2 separate regions of the Columba livia genome follow, and region 2 is linked to region 1. The links are chromatin contacts, called in public Hi-C maps. All regions are on one chromosome and are shown on one strand. Each heading gives the region's core, a stretch centred on a gene start, on an enhancer-like site or on the middle of the called end of the contact. The rest is flanking DNA. Distances are from core to core; before and after follow the strand shown. Region 1 holds the start of SLC4A9 (solute carrier family 4 member 9). Region 2 overlaps PFDN1 (prefoldin subunit 1).

Region 1 (3,134 bases), core at 364-2,863:
TTGTGCCGGGACTGGGGGTTGCCCTGCCGTTAGCAGCCCTTGCTGGAGTCAGAACAGAAATGTCTTGAGCTGCTTGCCACGCTCAGCCTGTGCCAAATATTTTAACGCTGGGTGCAGACAGAGCTTCCCTTTGTCCCCATGGGTGGGCGCAGTGCTGCGGGGTGGCTCAGCGTGCTGCACGGGGACAGCGTGCCCGGCAGAGCAGGCTCCCGCTGACAGGCAGCTGTGCTGGGGGGAGAGGGCTGGGTGCTGGGGAGACCTGTCATAGGCACAGCTCAGTGGCTTTGCCCCCCCAGACCCTCTGACCCCTGAGGCAGACCTATCACTACCCCCAGACCCCCGCTACCCATGTTCCTGTGCCCCTGTCGAGCTTCAGAGGAGTGGTGTGGGGTGTGGGCACATCGCAGCCTGCCCCACACCAGCACCCAGCTGGCCCCAGCTCCTCTCTTTTGGGCCCCATTGTCCAGCAGCCAAGCCTGCCTTGACCTACCTCCCTGGTCACCTTCCGAGACATGCTGGATCTGGGGAGCATCAGAACACTTTCCCAGTCCCAGTGCAGCCACTGGAGCCTTGGAGAGGCAGCAAAGGCAGAAGCAAAGGCAAGGGCGCTCTGCCTGTGCAGGTCACTGCCTGACACTTTGCCCTCTCCCGTGAAATGAGTCAACTTGAGCCAGGCAGAAACAGTGTGGGCACTGATGGGAGCAGAGGGCAGCAAGCAGCCCTGTTTCGGGGCTGAGTCTGAGGAACCACCAACCTTTGGAGATGCCGTGGGCTCCATCAGAGCTGGGCTTTTGAAGGCTGGGCTTCCAAAGCATCACTAGGCAGCTTGGCCATTTCAGTTGTGCTTACCTGGCTGTCTCTCTCCACTCCAGCCCGGCTGGGGTGCTGAAGAGCTGGTTGAGCTGGATGAAGAGCACTGGGTAGGTGATGTCCCCCCATTCCTCCCGCTGCAGGGTGGCACCAGCTCGCTCGGCTGCTGGAGCCATGCTGGAGGGGAAGATGCTGCAGCCAAAAGCATGGTAGGCAGCTTCGGGCTTGCTCTCCTCTGGTCCGGGCTGTGAGCTGGCATCTGCTGCCTGGAGAGCTGCTCCCTGCGCCCCAGGCACGTGGGCTCTCATGGCCAACAGCTCCAGCAGCCACAGGTGTGGGCTCCCTTCTGGAGCTGCCCGCACTCACAGGATCCCACTCATCCCACAACTTATAAAAGCTGCAAACCAGTTTAAACTGGCCACAAAGAAATAAACGGGAGCCAAGCCCAAAACAACGATCCCAAAACACAGGTCAGCCTGGCGGGTCCCAGTGTGGCTGGCTCCTACCATCCCCAGCTGCCAACTTGGGGACCCTCCTGCCTCCTTCTACGGGCTCGCATGGACAAAGCTGCACTTGCACTCTGGGGCGCAGGGTCTCCTCAAGTCCTCCTGCACCCCACAAGGCTTCGGTGAGGGGATGGCAAGGCCAATGCTGGATAGCCAGTGGCAGCGTTGGTGCCTGCGCCAGGGTGTATGTGCCCATGGCAGGAGGGACAGCACTTGGCAGCTCTTCCCGAGAAAGAGGATGTGGGGACATGTGCTGGGGAAGGATGTGTCACTGCTGAGGAAATCCAGAGTGGGGCAAGAGGGGGCTGCTGGTGGTGGGACCCATGGCAAGGACCAGGAGTGCATCAGGGCTGCAGCCACCCTGGCGTGTGGAGGGCAACCGCGTGGGCTGCGGTGCGCGAGCGGATGTTGCAGAGCGTGTGGGAAGGAAGGATGCGGCACAGCCTCATCACCCTGCCAGGCACAGGGAGATGCAGTGGCCAGCAAGGTGCTGCCGGTGGAGAGCAATGCCCTGTGCCTGCTCTGCCTGCAGCATGCCTGCTGTCGCTGTCACCAGGCTTGGCTCCCTTGGCTCTTTGCAAACAAACAGCCAGGTTGTGTGCAGTGCAAACACGGCGGCAGGCAACACAAACACACAGCCAGCATGGGTGGGTTGTGCTGGAACCCACCAGATCTGGGCAGGATTGAGCCCCAGGAGCAGCCTGGCATGGGGCCAGGCACCACCACAGCCAAAGTCATGTTTCGGGGGAGTGTGGGTGGGCACACCCTGGTCCCCAGGGTGCTAGTACCTGTCTCACAGCAGATGGGCCGGGAGCTGAGGCTGAGGAGTTGCTGGTGCTGGATCCAGCCCTGGGGAAGGCAGTGGGGGACACCCCTCCCCATCAACACCACTATTGCTAAGTACAACCGAACCTCCTCCATGTCCATCCCTTGCCCCATGGTTGACTCCCAGGGCTCCTTCCAGCCGCACAAACAGCTTCTCTCCAACATCACCAGCTGCCAAATGGGGTTGGCCTCATTCTGCCCCTGCACTGTAGGCAGGAGGGGTGAAGGCAGCAGCCTGCGGCACAGCGGGGGCAAAGCCACGCCAGGGCACCCTGGGGTGCTGAGGCATCCCCATGCCGTGTGGCACTGGGTTTGGCTTAAGCCCCGGCCTCTAGAGACCCCCAGATCCTCCAGGAGGGGTGTGAGTTGCGGACAGGGTGGTGGAGGGAGGGTGGAGCATGGGGACAGGTCGGGGCTGAGACTGCAGGCTGGGGGCAAGGCAGGCAAAGGGGAACAGGCAGCAGAAGGCAGCAAGGCAGAGGCAGGGAGGCAGGCAGGAAGGTAGCCTGCAGCCCCCCTGCCCTTGCCTACTACCAGCCTTATGTGCCAGCAGCCTCCCTGGCAGCTGACGTGAGCCAATGCCTCCCTCTCCCGAGGTGCCAGGTCAGCCAGCAAACACTGCCTGTGCACGCTGCCCATGCACACCCAGCCTCGGGGATGTCCTGGTGAACTGGCAGGGGGGAAAACCCTATCCCCATGGAAGGGCCTACTGGGGAGCCACCGTGTGGGGCTCCCCACGAACACAGCCCTTTGGCCAGGCCAGAACTGACCCTCCTGGCTCTGCTGCCAAAGGTTTTCAGGCTTCTGACGGACAGAGGAGGCGGAAGGAAAAACATCCAGCAAACAATTGCAAAAGTCAAGTCTGAGCAAGAAGGAGGGTGTGAGCAGGGGGGTTGCCAAATCCGGTAGTATTCCTTGGAGACGCTGACAACAATGGCAGGAATATTTAATCACGCCTTGCTGAACCCAAAATGGCAGCGAGGCTGGTGGCTC
Region 2 (3,134 bases), core at 167-2,666, 42 kb after region 1:
CTGGAGCTGGACAAGAGGAGACTGAGGGGGGACTCATTCATGTTTACAGATATATAAAGGGTGAGTGTCAGGAGGATGGAGCCAGGCTCTTCTTGGTGACAACCAGAGATAGGACAAGGGGCAATGGGTGCAAACTGGAACACAGGAGGTTCCACTTAAATTTGAGAAGAAACTTGTTCCCGGTGAGGGTGGCAGAGCCTGGCCCAGGCTGCCCAGGGGGTTGTGGAGTCTCCTTCTGTGCAGACATTCCAACCCGCCTGGACACCTTCCTGTGTAACCTCATCTGGGTGTTCCTGCTCCATGGGGGGATTGCACTGGATGAGCTTTCCAGGGCCCTTCAACCCCTGACATTCTGGGATTCTGTGACACTCAAAGTGTGTTTTGCAGTGTGGTAAATAAATATCTAGCAAGTGGATGTGGTGGCCATGAACCATGAGGCTGAACTTGCCCCAGCTGCTGACAGAACAGTCCCTTCCCGCTGCGCTGTCTGTGTGTTCCCCTTCCTGCCTGGCCACGCTCTCCATGCAGCTGCTGGGGCGACCCCAGCACCCCGTGGCACTGCCCGTCCTCCCTGCAGAGCGTGGTCCTGATTGTGCGCTGGGAGATCACGCTTTTCTGTGTCACCTTTACCCTGTCACCTTCCCAGAGCAAGTCTCCTTTCTCAGTCCTGCCCTGAGAGTCCATGACTCAGGCCATGGTATCTCTTGCTGGTTTGAGTAACCACCTTGTCTGGCCAGGAACTGGTGGGTGGGTGGGCGGGGGCCGTGTACAACACTGCTGGCGTGGGGAGCAGGTTGGGGCTCTCGATCTACAGCTTGTAGGTTGTGTGGCTTGCTGTGCAGGGACAGTGTGCTGCCTTGTCCTGTTGGGCTCCTGACTGGAGTTACTGGTGTGGAAGTAACATCAGATGCTGTGGAGAGCAGCACCTTTGCTTTCCTGAGGGACCAAAACCAGCAGTACAGTTCTGGCATTGCACTGGAAATTCCCTGCTAGCTGCACTTGCCTTGGCACAGCCAACAGAGAATTAACACTTGAAGCAGCGAACACACCTTCACAGGAAAATATATGCAGCTAACTGGGTGATGATGTAAAACCTAGCAGCCAGAACGCGGGGTCAGAGGACGTGGGGTTATCTAGGGCTGCAGGCCATCGTGGACACGTGAGTTGGTGGCTGCGGTGGTGCTCGGGCCGCAGGGAGCAGGGCCCGCCGGCCCGGCACTCGTGGCTGGAGCAGCGCAGCCTCCGGCGAGAGCTCAGAGCTGCGCAGATCTCAGGCGGAGCTGGCGTGGCTGGGCCGTGCGTGTCAGCCCGCTTGCTCACCGCGCTGCTCCCCGGGAAGGCGACCAGGGACAGACGGAGTTTCCTGTCTAGACCCCAGTAATAGCGGTGAGGAGGGGTTTGCACGCAACCTCCTGCTCTTTCTCCTGTGGTTACCAAAGCAAAACTGAAGCCACAGCTCCTCAGAGACGTACACTGTCTCAGAAAATGCAGTGACCATCTGCTCCTCGCCCCCCCTTGCTCCGGGCTGTTATTTGGAGTGAGAGCCAGCTGCTGTGCCTGCAGGAGAGCTCAGAAGTTTGCAGCCCCCAGCTGCAGGTTTCCCGTGATGCTCAAGGGATGCTCCTTAAGCTTGGAAATCGGTCTCCCTGGAGCTGACTTGTGGAAGGAAGGGGTAAAAGCATCAGGACCAGCCCAGATCCTCTTGCCCCAGAAGCTACATGACCAAGGAGAGTGATTGAAGGAAATACAATTTCCCTGAATCCTCAGCTGCCTGGGGCTGCAGGTGGTGCTTAAGAAATGGCATTAAACCATGTCCCTCTGCCATGCAGCAGCCCTGTGCATGGGCTGTGGCAGCCGTGAATGCACCTGCGCTGCATCAGGCCACGTTAGTGCTCAGGGTCCCTCACTGTCAGGGGCGGGGAGCCAGAACCATTTCATAAATTAATTGCATTAAAAAATGCTTTAGTAATAAATGAACACACGGAATTCAACAGAGTGAGGAGGAGCTCAGGCATACACAGGTTTTATGTGACCTGTCTCCTCGTGCAGCCTTCAGATTGGTTCCTTAGATGTGACATCCCCCGGCGTCGGTCCGGGCAGCGTGAGAAGGGGTGGCGGTGGCAGGAGTGCTGCTCGTGCGTCAGCAAGTTGCCGGCAGTGGGAACCCCCGCTGCGCCTCCTTTCCTGGTGGTTTCCTGAAAAGCAGCTCTTGTAAGCAAGAGGGACCGCGTGAGAGGGACAAGGAACCCTTTGGTGTACCCACGGCCCTAGCTGTCGCTAGCAACCTTTACTGTTTAGACAAAAGCCCTTTAGTACTTAGCAGTGAGGCGAGAAGAGATGTCCTCATGGCACGGGCATTTCAGCTGAGTGTGCACAAGTGTCACTGCAGGTCTGCTGTGAGCCGATGGATGGGGAGTGATGGCAGCAGGACTGTCCTGTGTGCGGGTGGATTTTCCTTCAGTTGTGGGTCCCGGCAGGGGAGGCTGGCAAGGGAGCACCACCTGGCAGGGGCAGTGTCCTCTGGCCCACACAGAAGCCCCCTCTGCCTGCCCCCCATAGCAATAGGGTGCTGTTGGCACAGGCCAGGGGGTATTTCTGCTGCAGGCTGCACCCATGGGTGCTGTTCTGCTCCAGCCTTCTGCAGCTGGGGGAGCAGCGCAGAGCAGCATTTTCACAGAATCCCAGAATGTCAGGGTTTGGAAGGGCCCTGGAAAGCTCATGCAGTGCAATCCCCCCATGGAGCAGGAACACCCAGATGAGGTTACACAGGAAGGTGTCCAGGCGGGTTGGAATGTCTGCACAGAAGGAGACTCCACAACCCCCCTGGGCAGCCTGGGCCAGGCTCTGCCACCCTCACCCCCAAGTTTCTTCTCATATTTAAGTGGAGTTCTCTTGTGTTCCAGTTTGAACCCATTGCCCCTTGTCCTGTCACTGGTTGTCACCAGAAGAGCCTGGCTCCATCCTCCTGACACTCCCCCTTTCCATATTGATCCCCATGAATGAGTCCCCCCTCAGTCTCCTCTTGTCCAGCTCCAGAGCCCCAGCTCCCTCAGCCTTTCCTCACACGGGAGATGCTCCACTCCCTTCAGCATCTTGGTGGCTGCGCTGGACTCTCTCCAGCAGTTCCCTGTCCT

What was found. A called contact is a pair of places that touch in the nucleus more often than the background predicts.
Region 2: a Hi-C map of crop shows a contact between it and region 1, with 2.6 times the contacts expected there. The contact joins the enhancer-like site here to the promoter of SLC4A9 in region 1. A contact is called at or near these places in 2 of 2 Hi-C or Micro-C datasets (crop and liver).

The regions. Positions count from the first base shown.
Region 1 is chr14:16,690,679-16,693,812 of bColLiv1.pat.W.v2, forward strand. SLC4A9 (solute carrier family 4 member 9) reads right to left here and starts at 1,614. Exons shown (of 21, transcript XM_021289176.2): 1 at 850-1,614. The coding sequence starts at 1,118.
Region 2 is chr14:16,732,480-16,735,613 of bColLiv1.pat.W.v2, forward strand. All of the region lies in intron 3 of PFDN1 (prefoldin subunit 1), which reads left to right. Among named protein-coding and RNA genes, the nearest start is that of PFDN1, 28 kb to the left of the region's middle. Within about 2 kb of position 1,417, at least 1 of the 3 cell types and tissues checked has an H3K27ac peak away from gene starts, as active enhancers do.